Linked DNA regions of Rattus norvegicus: region 2 is linked to region 1. A link is a contact called in public Hi-C data. All regions are on one chromosome and are shown on one strand. The core of a region is the stretch at or near the end of the contact, and the rest is flanking DNA. Distances in the headings are between cores, read along the strand shown.

Region 1 (7,331 bases), core at 505-3,004:
AAGAAGAAGAAGAAGAAGAAGAAGAAGAAGAAGAAGAAGAAGAAGAAGAAGAAGAAGAAGAAGAAGAGGCAGCAGCAGCTACTGCTGCTAGTTGGGCATGGTGGTACATGCCTTTAATTCCACAGAGGCAGGATCCCTGAGTTCCAGGTCAGCCTAGTCTACAGAGCAAGTTCCAGGACAGCCAGCCAAGGCTACAAAATAATCAATCAAACAAACAGACAAAAAGCAACAACAAAACACCCACATCCAACAACAACAAACTGAAGGAGGAAGAGGAGGAAGAGGAGGAGGAGGAGGAGGAGGAGGAGGAGGAGGAGGAGGTGAAAAGAAAAGAAAAAAGTCAACAGGGGTATACTGTGGTTTAAATGCCAATTGTGGGACACTAAGAAATGAGACCAGGATTCTTGCCACCAAGCCTGATAACCTGAATTCAAATACTTAGACTCACATAGCAGAATGAGAAAACCAGCTTCTACAAGTTGTCCTCTGACCTCTATATGCACACACCCTGCTATATTTGAGCCCACACTCATAAATAAATGAATTGTATTTTTTTAAGAGGTGAGAGCTGGGGTTGGGGATTTAGCTCAGTGGTAGAGCGCTTGCCTAGCAAGTGCAAGGCCCTGGGTTCGGTCCCCAGCTCCGAAAAAAAAAAAAAAAAAAAAAAAGAAAAGAAAAGAAAAGAAAAAAAAAAGAGGTGAGAGCTGAGAACACACAAAGACAAGCAAATCTATGTGAGTTTGAGGCCAGTCTGCTCTACATAGAGAATTCCAGACTAGCCAGAGTTAGACTTTGTCTAAAAAAGATGGGACATTGAAGAAGTTCTGCAAAATGGATTCATTAGCTGGGAGTGCTGTCACATGCCTTTAAAAACAGAACTCAACTCGGGAGGCAGAGGCAGGTGGATCTCTGAATTTGAGGGCAGTTTGGTTTATAGAGCAAGTTCCAGGACAGCCATGGCTTCATGGAGAAACCTTGTCTCAAAAACAAACAACAATCACAAAACCAGAGCAAGAATGGATTCATTCAACTGTTCAAGCAGTTGGTGCCTTGGTGGGTTATCTCAAAGATGAGTCAATCATAAAACCACTTTGGCTAGGCCTCTGGAACACTGCCTATCTCTTGCCACGTCATGCCCTGTGCCTCCTCAGGACGTTCCACCAAGAAAAAATATTATCAGATGGAGCCCCTTGACCCAGTGGCTGAATTATGAACCTAATAAAACTCTTTGTAAGCTGCCTAGTTTTTGTTGTTGCTATTAGCAACAGAAAATGGACAAGGACCTGTGCATACAGTATAATGAAATTAGTGTTGTTAACCTGGTGGGAAGGAAATACACATGGTAAAGGAGGGACAGCCCATCAATGAGGAGTCAGGGGGCTTTTACAAGACTAGGGATTTAGGGGACTGGGTCAGGCTGGAGCTCCAGGGAGCAGGGACAAGTCTCAATGAAGTGTCATTAGGAACAAGGACTGTGTTGTAAGGAAACCTTATTTCGTGCAGGAGATGGAGGCACAGTGTGCTCTTGGCTAGAAAGCAATACTTTCAAAGGTAAGAAGTTATGAGACCTTGGCTGCAGTCCTGTTGGAGAACCTAGGTATTACGGTGTCAGTTTACCATGTCTGGGTAGCTCTCCAAATTCAGTGCAAAATGGAGGACTCCCTTTCTCAGTGGGGCTTCCCTTTATTTGCCTAACCTTGCATGGAGAGCGGCTCTGAGCACAGGTGCCTGGTCTTATCTGGACTATGACCCTGCATAGAGCTTCCAGCAAGCACAGCATGACTCAGCACTTAAGTCCCGCCTCAGCCCTTCCCTCTGGGCTGAAGAACCCTGCCAGCTGCTTCTGCTCCCTTTGCCCTTGTGTGCAGGTAGCCAGCAACCCCCCACCCCCCTCCCTGCTGAAGAAAGGGAGACCCACACAGTCCCTTAAGAACACTGTTCTAGGTTGTTAGAAAGGGCAAGTCCAGAGGTAAAGATGTTTAAATAGATACAAGCATCTGCCACCGACATGACCTGAATTTGATTCCTGGAGCCCACATGATAGGAAAGAACTGGCTGGAGAGATGGCTCCCCAGTTAAGAGAACTGGCTGCTCTTCCAGAGGTCCTGAGATCAATTCTGAGTCGCCACATGGTGGCTCACAACCATCTATAATGTCATCTGATGCCCTCTTCTGGTATGTGGGTGCACATGCAGATAGAGTACTCACATACACAAAATAAATAAATCTTCCAACAGAGAGAGAGAGAAGAGAGAGAGAGAGAGAGAGAGAGAGAGAGAGAGAGAGAACCTTTGTGAAGTATTCACCAAAGAAGACTGCTTAGACATGGATTTAAGCCAACAAAAGGTCCTTATTAGCTGACCAGTGGCTACATTAGGTACTGGGTCACCAGTGTAGCCCTGAACCTTTCTCAGAGTGAGCTTTTAACACAACAACTATATTCTGGGTTGGCACACTTTAGTTAACAAGAACGTTTAGCCAGAAGCAGAGCTATAGAGATTTTCCCAGAACCGTGTACTTTGATAGATTAGATCTTTGTTCTCACTTTGGCAAGTGGTGCTGTCCATCATGGAGTCAGCTGTGCTGAGGTCTGGGGGCCTACGAGTTACAGAACTGACTCCTGTAAGTTGTTCTCTAACCTCACACACACAAAGCAAATAAACAAGAGAACGAACAGATACGTGAATAAATGAACATAGAACCATCGGGTCTGACTACTAACAGAGCTACAACAAATGTTTCCTGACAACTACAAAATTAAGCTCAGTGTTTCGTATTGCACCCAAAACCCCTTACCTGATCCAACCGAGCCTGGAAATCTAAGCTGCTCCATACTCTTACAGAAGCTTACACGGCTCACAACCCAGAAAGCAAGCACAGGATGCATCTCTTACGGACACAACTTCAAGTAGCAAAACTCAGTTCATCATTGAGAGAACAAGACTTCGGGCACTAAGAATGGCTTGCTTTTTGTTTTGTTGGCTTAAAATAATTAGATGTATCCACTCATTGCCTGTATGTTTGTATGTGTCCTATATGCATGCCTGGTGCCCTCACATGTCAGAAGAGGGCACTGGAACCCCTAGAACTGGAGCTACAAATGGTTGTAAGCCCCCATGTAGGTGCTGGAAATCAAATCCAGGTCTTCTGCAAGAGTAAATGTTTTAAACTGCTAAGCCATCTCTTTAGCCTTCTTCGTCTACCCTTTTGAAGGATCTTATTTTAGTTAAATAACAGTCTGATCACACAGGGTTCACGAACATTTAAATACTAAGTTAATCAGATGTTCCAGATTGGTCTTTGAACTGAACAGGGGTGGCACACACCTTTAATCCCTGCACTAGAGAGGCAGGTGGATCTCTGTGAGTTGGAGGCCAGCCTGGTCTACAGAGTGAGTCCCAGGACAGCCAGGGCTACACAGAGAAAACCGGTCTCAACCCTACCACCACCCACCCCTCACCCCTGCCAAAAAAAGGAAAAGCTTGGTCTTTAAACGTTACAGCCAATGATGTCGCTCTCGACTGTCACCTTTCTAGTATAAAACCACAGTCAAGGTCCAGAGAGGTGGCTTAGCAGGTAAAAGCATTTCCTTCTCTTTCAGAGGGAAAGAGTTCAAGTCCCCAGTACTCATGTCTGAAGTCACAACCAGGAGTAACATCAGCTCCAGGGGACCCAACATCCTTCTGACCTCCGCAGACACCTGCACACACACACACACACACACACACACACACACACACACACACACACACACACCACACGCGCGCACACTCCCTTCCACACAGAGTAAATACATATAAAACTACATCTCTAAAAATGAAACCATATCCATGCTTAGAGGCCCCCAAACTGCTCAGCACAGCGTGCAGAACTTTGAGCTGTCTAAAGACACCTCTGCGAACTCTCTGGATTATTGTCTTCAGCCCACAGAGAGCTGTAGGGGTTCTCAGCAAGGGTTGGTGAACCAGTTCCACCTTGGCACAATGGCAAAAACGTGGCCCAGGAAGGCTTTGAGCAAATCACCAGCACTAGGACCTTTGCGTGAACTTACAGAGGAATTGAGCCATTGGCTGGGGAGGAAGGTCAGTCTTCAGCACAGCAGGCTGTGGTGGGTATCAACTCACAATATCAACAGAGTATGGTAGGTCAGGGGCCTGGAGTAAGGAGCCCAGTGAATGGCAGCTTCTGCTGATAATGTTATTAATGTGATTCCTCCAGGCTCCTTGTAAGCATTTCTTCCTTTCTGCTTCCTGGGCTGCAGCCACTTGAAAGTGGAACTGTTTTCTAGGCCACACTGGGTCTCTTGAATGAAAGCACTGTGGAGGAACCCCTACTGCTGGCTTGATCTATCCATTTTTTTTAAAGATTTATTTACTTATTTTATGTATGTCACTAGAAGAGGGCATCAGATCTCACTACAGACGGTTGTGAGCCACCATGTGGTTGCTGGGATTTGAACTCAGGACCTCTGGAAGAGCAGTCAGTGCTCTTAACCACTGAGCCATCTCTCCAGCCTGATCTATCTGTTTTTTACTATCAGGATTTCACTCCTGGTCTCTGCATTGTTTTCCATGGCCAAGCTGTTTAAACAGCAAAGAGCCAAGCGAACTCTCATGTCAAATACTGGACCCTGGCCATTCGGCTCCCTGTGGCACGTACACGTGCACACCCCATCCCTAAAGCTGAAGGACCTCTCCCACCCTCACCCCCACTTCCACCCCCACCCCACCCCCAGGTTCTGCCTTGGGTGTTCTGTTTCACCAGAACAAGGATACCCACAGCCCCACCCTCTTTCACACCTGAGGAAACAAAGTGGATTTCAAAGGTTCTCTTCGGACCTGTCTGCCAAGACAAGGTTTTGTCAGACAGGTCCTGCCAGCTCTGAGACTTTCTGACTGTAGAACGGCCAAGTTGCTTTTCTTGCTTTAAATGCAGTGCAGTGATCTCGAGATTCCCACAACAAACACACATCTGTTATATTTCTATCTATATGTCCTCCATACAATCTCCAGATGTTTGTAGTCTACGAAATATTTTATAATATATTTAGAATTTTTTCTGCTGATGAGAGCACAAATTAATGCAGTCACATTTGTTTCAAGGTTCCTTAAAAAAATTAAAAATAGAACTATCATATGACCCAGCTATTCCATGCCAAGGAATAGATCCAGAGAAATCCATATTCTACTATAGAGTTATTTACACATCTATGTTCACTGAGGCCCTTTTTACTATAGCACAAACACTGAACCAGCCTGGATGCCACCCAACAGATGAATGGATAAATAAATAAATAAATAAATAAATAAATGTGCTCCATAATCAAAATAGGAATAGTATTCAGGTGTTTAAAAAAATTAAATCTTGGGGCTGGAGAGATGGCTCACTGGTTAAGAATGCTGACTGCTGGAGTTGGGGATTTAGCTCAGTGGTAGAGCGCTTGCCTAGGAAGTGCAAGGCCCTGGGTTCGGTCCCCAGCTCCGAAAAAAAGAACCAAAAAAAAAAAAAAAAAAAAAGAATGCTGACTGCTCTTCCAGAGGTCCTGAGTTCAAATCCCAGCAACCACATGGTGGCTCCCAACCATCTGTAATGGGATCTGATGCCCTCTTCTGGTGTGTCTGAAGACAGCTATAGTGTACTTATATAAAATAAATAAATCTTTTTTTAAAAAATTAAATCTTGGCCTAGAAAGGACCTCGAGGTTAAGAGTATACACTGTTCTTCCAAAGGACTTTAATTCAGTTTTCAGCGCCCATGCTAAGCAAGCTTAAATTGCCTGTAATCCCTGGGGCTGAAATGTTCTCTTCTGGCCAGCCCCAGCCACTACACTCACAAGCACAAACCCACACAGAGACACACATGAAGACACATAATTAAGAAGAAAAATAGGGGGACTGGAGAAATGGCTCAGCGGTTAAGAGCAATGTCTGCTCTTCCAGAGGTCCGGAGTTCAAATCCCAGCAACCACTTGGTGACTCCCAACCATCTGTAATAGGATCCAATGCTCTCTTCTAATGTGTCTGAAGACAGCTACAGTGTACTCGAAAGAAAGAAAGAAAGGAAGAAAGAAAGAGAGAGAGAGAGAGAGAGAGAGAGAGAGAGAGAGAGAGAGAGAAAGAAAGAATACCTGAAAGGAAAAATGGGGAGGGGTGGATTTGAATGTATAATATGAAGTGAAATCACCCAAACTTAGAAAGAAAAAGTATGTTCTCCCTCCTGAGGGGATCCTGGCCAGTCATGTATACACATTTGTATGTAAACAGCTGTAAGTGTAACATTTAGAAAGGAAACCAAGGAAGGACATGATGCAGGCAGACAAGGGACACACAAGCCGTGAGAGACAATGTAAAGCTAATTGTTTGCCTGGTTTCAACTCTGTCATAGTTCTTGTTTGTTTGTGTTTTGGGTTTGGTCTGCTTTTTGTGTGTGCATCTGTGTGTGGTGAATATGGCCATAAAAGATGCGTAACTGGGACAAGGTGTGGTGAGGCCTTTGTGAAAACGTAACTGATACAGAAACCACGTGCTGAGCATTACTTGCTGGCTTCCGAGTGCAATCCAGCTGGCCAGAAGTTCACGGAGACAGCGGAGTCTGAGACCGGGCAAAGGTTTGAGTGGCTATCTTAATCTAGGTATGTGATATTTTAAAATGCATGAGTTCATTACAATGAAGCGATCTCTGGAAACTTCTTGGACCAGCAGGTCAAGGTAATCCTTAGCAACTTCAAGGCCAACCTGGGATAAGTAAGACCCTGCCTCAAAAACAAAACCAAACCTTCTCTTTTAGTTTTACCTTTATCTTTGGTGAGTCTGAGAACATAGCTATGGCCTGAGGAGTAGCTAGTTCTAATTCTAAAGAAGATAAGACTTTAATATCTAAATTAATAGAACTTATCTGTACATACTAGTTTGATTTGTTGTAATATCTTGCTGTTATAGTAGATTCTAGTTTAGGAAAGTAAATTAAAAGCCACATTACAGAAACAGAGTATTACTTTAACTTTCTTTCTTTCTTTCTTTCTTTCTTTCTTTCTTTCTTTCTTTCTTTCTTTCGGGAGGGCGGGTGTCTTAGTCAGGGTCTCTATTCCTGCACAAACATCATGACCAAGAAGCAAGTTGGGGAGGAAAGGGTTTACTCAGCTTACACTTCCACATTTGCTGTCCATCACTAAAGGAAGTCAGGACTGGAACTCCAGCAGGTCAGGAAGCAGGAGCTGGTGCAGAGGCCATGGAGGGATGGTACTTACTGGCTTGCTTCCCCTAGCTTGCTCAACTTGCTTTCTTTTTTTTTTTTTTCCGGAGCTGGGGACCGAACCCAGGGCCTTGCGCTTG
Region 2 (7,086 bases), core at 2,698-5,197, 50 kb before region 1:
CACATACAGATTTAACCCATTAGAACAGATTTAACCCATTTAGAACATCTTCAACCCATTCCCACACAAACTTTACATACACACATATACATACACATACATATATACTTATATACATATATGCATACAGACACATAATTGGTAAGTGAAAGGAACAATGTTCCAACTTTATTTTTTCTCCCATGGCTTCTATATCCCAGCCAAATCTTTCAAGCGGTTCAAAATTACAAGGTGATTACATTTTAGCTTTCTTCTAGTGAATGACTATGAAAAAACCAGTATGTTCCCCCATACCTTTCACAAGAAATAACATTGCACAGTACAGGCAAAGAAAACAAATTATTCCCAAGCACCCATGAACATCGGTAACTAAGCTGTTATAGATTAACAAAGTGTGAGACGCACGGTAGTTTGCTCAGCCAAGTTTCTCTTATTGTAGTTACAAAGAAAGGATTCATTAGTTTATTGTTTATCTTTAGAGGTAATCTTATAAGAATTATAAAAGAGCTACAAATCTAAACCATTGTATAAAATTCAGTTATGTCTACTTTAAAACCTCAGGATGCACATCTACTCATCAGCAGTTCTTATTAAATTATATCAGGAAGGTGAGGGTAAAATAGGTGTAAGACGTCAGCCAGTGTTACCATTGTTCTTGTTCCCCGACCATAAAGGGTCCTAGCTTAACTAATAAGAGTGTGCCTTTCTGAACTTCAATTTGTTCCCTAAGATTTTCTACATCAGAGCCAGTAGCAAATACATCTCAACCTGGCTTCACTGACAATTTTATTTTTCCAAATGCTCTCTAAGGGTGGTGGTCATTGCTGACAATCTACATCTCTAAGTTCTTTCTTAGGGTGGTGACTGCACCATTAATCTGCTCCAGCAGCAATGGCTCCGAAAGATCAAGCACTATTGTGAGTGACAGAGATACTGCCCAGTGAGGGACTGGAAACCCCTTTAGAGCTTCCACACAGTTAGTTCTTAGATTAAGAGGGAGCTCCACAGCAGCATGAAGTCCTTGGGACATGTAGTCCTCAGGGTGATGCCTAGACAGAGGAGCACCCATTGTGGCTGGGTTCACACCAATGGGGGTTTGGGGGGGACACCACAGTCCATCTGTCATTCTTTCTGCATGGCCCTGGGCAACCAATCAAATGATGGTGGCCAGAAAACAGAGAGAAAGAATGCCTACCTGTGTTGGCTTTCTCCAAAGAGAGAAAGCAGCCTCCTTCAGGATACCCCTAGTACTCAGAATGGCTAGCTGTGGATCTCCCTCTCCTCGGGGACCATCAGCCACAGGTCCATGATAGCAGGGAGAGCAGAAGCAGAGAGCAGGGTTTGGACAGCCATGAGTATGATGGAAGGACTTCTAGGAGTCAGTTTCAGTGAGACAATTTGTGATGGCTTGAATGTGCTTGGCCCAGGGAGTGGCACTATTAGGAGGTGTGGCCTTGTTGGAGTGGGTGTGGTCTTGTTGGAGGAAGTGTGTCATTGTGGACGTGGGCTTTAAGACACTCATCCTAGCTGCCTGGAAGCCAGTAGCCTTCAGATGAAGATGTAGAACTCACACCATGCCTGCCTGGATGCTGCCATGCTCCTGCCTTGATGATAATGGACTGAACCTCTGAACCTGTAAGCCAGCCCCAATTAAATGTTGTCCTTATAAGAGTTGCCTTGGTCATGGTGTCTCTTCCCAGTAGTAAAACCCTAAGACATAGCTCAACTTTATTGTTTCAGGGGTAGGATAAGGGCTCTTAGGGTTACATTAAGGCAGGAGGGCTGATTGACACCTAATTATCACTTAGCGGCAAAAGCTCAGGGGGACTTAGGTGCTGAAATCATGCAGTGTTTACAGGAAGCTCTGAACAGAGTTGTCCTCCAGATAATGTCAGGCACCTGCTCAGAGACACTCTCCAGATGAAGTCAGAGGAAAGGGGGAAGCCCCTCTGAGAAAGGGACTCCTCCATTTTGCATCAAGCTTGGAGAGCTACCCAGACATGGTGGACTGCTACCTTAATCACATCGTCTTCCAACAATTAGCATCCACATACACTGCCCAGCCCTCTGCCAGCCCTCTGCCAGCCCTTCTCTTGAGCCCAGTCCAACTCAAACATCAGGAAAACATCCACATCAGAGACTCTCCAAGGAGAAGGGATCAGAAACTTCTCCAAGGGAAGTTTCATGTTGCCTAGGGCCAGCGTCCATGCTGTGCACCGTACAACTCCGGGGAGCAGCTGCCTCATGGGTGTGATGTTGGTCTGTGTGGACTACATTTGAATCCTCATCTGTACATGGTTCCAGAGGCCACCAATGCCATTGCTGAAATCTCTCACTTTCTTTTCTTTTTTCTTTTTTAGTTTATCTTAAATATATGTATGGGAAAGGGAGGGGAGGCACCATGTGTTAGTATGGGTACCTGTGGAGGCCAGAAGAGAAGATCAGATCCCTTGAAGTTGGAGTTGCAGGTGGTTTAATCCTCCTAACATGGATACTGGGAACCAAACCTACAAGAGCAAGAGTGTGAAGGAGCTCTTGTTTCCAAGTAATTAACACTAAGCCACAAACTTGTCACTACCCCAAACCACAGTAGCCTATTCACTCTGCGTGGGAAAGGAAGAGACATGAGCACCATAGGTTCAAGTCCATGTGGGCTACATGTTAAGACCAAAATAAAATGATTATGCATTATCCCAGATCTCAGCAATTAGAAGGCCACAAGGCTAGGGGTTCCCAACAGCCGAGAGGAAACTGTACATCTGACAGACCGACTCTATCTCACTGCTGAGGTGAGTGGGGGGGAGTGAGGCCCAGGATGGCTGTACCTGCCTCTCTCACGCTGCTGCTGAGGTGTGCCTCCCACCTGGCTTCCATCGTGAGGGACAGGGTGCAGCATGCAAAAAAATAAAGCCATTGGGAGCATCGTAAGAAAAGACTGCCCATCTGAAATGCCCAAAATGAGCGTGCACACCCCACCTGCCCAAGGACCTGGTAACTTCCTAGAAGATCAGAAGTTGTCATTCTTGGAAAAATAACAATGCCTCATGGGAAAGTGGTTCATAGATCAGTCTTTAGAAACCCCTCTACATGTGTACCTCGGGGTACTCAGCTGGAACATTCCAGGATCTGGTTCTGCCCGAAGCCCATGTCCTGGTCAGTATTCAACAGTCAATAAAGCTTGCTTTAAATATGGCCCAAAATAGTGGAATTAATTTCCTATCTGGTAAATCTCAAGATTAACACAGCCTCACCTCCTTCTCAAAAGTTTCTCGATACCATGGATACCTCAGGCCCCAGTTAGTTGGTCTTCACAACTGGAGCTTCCTGTGAGCTGTGCTTTGCATAGTCTCCAGGCTTCCAAGAGCCCAGTGCACCTCAGAAAGTTTTTCCCCCTCTGGAGATAAGTAAGTCTTTCAAGGATTCATGGTGCCCCACCACCAACACCAATACCAACACCAACAGGACACGTACGTTCCAGATATGGGCACAAAACAAGGTGTCAGAGGAAGAAAGTCGTGGCCACATCCTCTCCTGAAGACAGCAACACCGCATCCCCCCATCCTGTCCCATGGCCCTCTAGCCTTTGCCACTTAGAGGAGGAAAACAAAGGCAAAACAGTCTCTTTCTCTTGACAACAGATGGTGACTCACTGGGCATAGGGAAGGCACCTTTACTCAGGAAACAGCCTGAAGCCTCAGAGACCGAGCTTGAAGCAGGAACTGAAGGGAAAAGTAGACCTGCTTTGTTGCAGGTCATGGGTGGGTCTCAGAAGCACTATGAGGAAAGTATGCGCAGAAGGGGAAGAGTCAACCCTGGGCTGGGTATGAGTGCCACCAGGCAGTCACAGAGGTCAGGAAACTTGAGCAAGGTAGGAGATCCGGGGCATAAGGTTATGGGCTCTTATAACCACAACTGTGGTTCTGCTGGTTAATCTTTTATTTGCCCACAGCCACATTTTGTCCACAAACTCTGTCCTGAAAGGGGACTGACTGAAGAAAACATCCAGCAAGCTCTGGGCAAGGAAGGACAGCAGCAGAGAGCGAGGGCCGTGTTCGCTGTGCCAGAGGATGGAGGTGCACAACGTATCAGCCCCTTTCAATTTCTCCCTGCCGCCTGGCTTTGGCCACCGGGCCACAGACAAGGCGCTTAGCATCATCCTGGTGTTAATGTTGCTGCTTATCATGCTCTCACTGGGCTGCACCATGGAATTCAGCAAGATCAAGGCTCACTTGTGGAAGCCCAAAGGGGTGATCGTTGCCTTGGTGGCCCAGTTTGGCATCATGCCCCTCGCTGCTTTTCTTCTCGGCAAGATCTTTCACCTGAGCAACATTGAAGCTCTGGCCATCCTCATCTGTGGCTGCTCTCCCGGGGGGAACTTGTCCAACCTCTTCACCCTGGCCATGAAGGGGGACATGAACCTCAGGTAGGACAGAGGGTTAGGAGGGAGCAGTGTGGCATGGGGTGCTGCAAAGATGTCATGATCTGGAGAAGATCTATGCCGGAGCTAGGAGAGGGGGGTGTAAGAGCTGGATTGAGGTTGGTGTTGAATGCCAAAGGCTTATGCTAAGTTGGGGCAGGCTCTGGAGTTTCTTTGCTTTAAAAATCACAAGTAAAAAACATTAAGCTGGTCCAGAGGTAGGTTAGACACCCCTAAACTCCCTGAAGTCTCTACAGGACCACTGTAAAGGAGATTTCAATGAAAGAGTACCTCAGAACTGCAGGCAGCTGAATGTGACATGGTGTATCAGTTCTGAGACTGAAAATCTAAAAGGGGCCATAATGGGTCCAGAACACTCCAGGCAGGCCAACGTGACTGGGAACCAAACAAACATTTTAAATTCCTGCAGAGAAGAGATTCCAAAGGCTCTTTCTCCAGTATCTGGGCATCCAGAGTATCTGCTAAGACCCTTCAGATGTGTCAGATGTGGTGAGATTGCCATCCAAAGAAACCTCATGTAGAATTGAGGTCCCAGCAGTTGCCCAGGTTAGACTGGGCTTCACTCAGTATAACAAGCAGGGAAAAGGCTAACAATAGCCTGAGCCTAGAACATCCTGACCAGAAACCAGTGAGGTCTCACTCTGAAGAGCCGGACTCCTCAGGCTTGGTGGATTATCTGTCCTTCATACAGCTGCAACCAACAGCAGTGAATGCCCAGGAGAGAAGGCCCTCTCAGCTCGCTTGGGCAGCCCACACCATGGCTGAACTCACCACAGAAACACAGCCTCGGACTTAAGCCAGTCTCCCTCTGGGCTTGCTCTCAGTGGAGACGTTCAGTGTCAAGTAAAGGAGGGAACCCAAAGCCAATCTACTTGGTTCCGTGGCCACCTTGCCTGTGACTAAACTTTACAAGGAAAACCAACCAAGAAGTCTCTCCTGATGAGGCAAGGCAGCATGAGGGCAACTAGAAGGAGGGGCAAGACATTAGTCATGCTGTCCTGTAAGCCTTATCTGTCTCCAAGATGTCCAGGTTAAACCTCAGCTCTGGTGCAGAAGGAATTCGTAGTCGCATTAGTCAGAAAGGGGGCACTCTGGGGATCTGTGTATCTGTGGAAGCAGCCGATAGGACAGCATGAAGGATAACGGGTAAGTTTTTAAGTGTAACCAAGTATCACATTCTCATCAACTGGTGGCTGTTAATGATGCCCCTCTCTAATCAGCCCCACTAGGAGGCCCTAGGAGGCCTCCCACTGCACCTAGCTTGTTGTAAGATCAAGGAGATGGCTCCTGCACTGTGCTCAGTGTTTGGTTTTAGATCCCAGACTCTACCAGGAGCATTGGTGCAGCCACCGTTTGCCAAAGCCTCTTCCTCCTAAGCAAACCTGTCATTCGCATACACATTAACCAGGCCTCAGATCCCACTGGCAGACTTTCAATCCCAGCTGTCCTGAAAAGTTCCTACGTGCAATATTATAGCAATGGCAGCAATGCTGAGAACCACTCACGAAACACTCTTTTCGACAAAGTCAAATTTTAAACTTATTTTTTTTTTTTTTTGGTTCTTTTTTTCGGAGCTGGGGACTGAACCCAGGGCCTTGCGCTTCCTAGGTAAGCGCTCTACCACTGAGCTAAATCCCCAGCCCCAACTTATTTTTTTTTTTATGTGTATGTATGTCTCTTTGCACTGTGTGCCTAGTACCCAAGAGAGACAGAAGAGGGCACTGGATCCCCCTAGAACTAGAGTTCCAGATGGCTGTGAATGGCTACGTGGGTGTTCGCAATCAAACCCAAATCAGCTGAAGAGCAGCTAGTAATCTTAACCACTGAGCCGTTTCTCCAGCCCCTCCCCCAGCAAAGTCCAGTTTTAATCCCTCGATACTCATGTTGTCCGCCGTATATACGTCCTGCACTGGTCCTTGTTTTGGCGACTGACACGGATTGGTAACATACAGGAGGGAGTGCCATAACCAACCACATTCACAGATGAGGAAAGGCTTAGCACCTCTGGTCAGGGGCTGGCTGGCTTTAGAGCTGGTGCGTCTATAGATGTCTTGAGAGCTAGCCTGTTCATTGACAGAGTGATTGGAAGCTGCCTACCAGTCTCAAAGGCACTGGCCTCTCTGAACAGACTTAATGTACTGTACAGGAAAAAATTCATGCCATCACAGCTTCCTGCTTTTTGCTGGCTTAGTTTGGTTTTGGCTTTGACTTTTCAAGACAGGGTCTGTGGACTCACTTTGTAGACCAGGCTGGCCTCGAACTCAGAGATCCACATGCCTCTGCCTCCCAAGAGCTGAGATTAAAGGCATGTGCCACCATGCCTGGCTGCTTTTCCTTTTTAAAATAAATCTATAGGTATGAATGCTTCACCTGAATGTATGTAAAGACACTTGTATGTCCTGGTGCCCATGGAGACCAGAAGAGGGCACTGGATCCCCCTGAAACTGGAGCTATAGATGGTTGAGTCACTGTGTGGGTGCTGGGAGTTGAACCCTGGTCCTCAGGAAGAGCAGCCAGTGCTTTTAGCAGCTGAGCCATCTCTTCAGCCCCAAGCTTTCTGCTCTTCAAGAGAAGATTGAGTCGCCATTTTTAGGTGAACTCTCCAAATTTTCAAACATCATCAAGTCATCCAAATATATCTAAAAGGC

What was found. Hi-C and Micro-C count contacts between places; a contact is called where the count stands out from the background.
Region 2: a Hi-C map of hepatocytes shows a contact between it and region 1, with 1.5 times the contacts expected there. The contact joins the promoter of Slc10a1 here to the enhancer-like site in region 1. A contact is called at or near these places in 2 of 12 Hi-C or Micro-C datasets (hepatocytes and liver).

What each region holds. Positions count from the first base shown.
Region 1 is chr6:106,302,669-106,309,999 of GRCr8, reverse strand. No RefSeq gene overlaps it. Among named protein-coding and RNA genes, the nearest start is that of Srsf5, 30 kb to the left of the region's middle. Within about 2 kb of position 1,754, at least 9 of the 93 cell types and tissues checked have an H3K27ac peak or open chromatin away from gene starts, as enhancers often do. A contact at or near this core is called in hepatocytes and liver, where this site is marked.
Region 2 is chr6:106,354,805-106,361,890 of GRCr8, reverse strand. It overlaps Slc10a1 (solute carrier family 10 member 1), which reads left to right and starts at 3,947. Exons shown (of 5, transcript NM_017047.2): 1 at 3,947-4,423. The coding sequence starts at 4,068.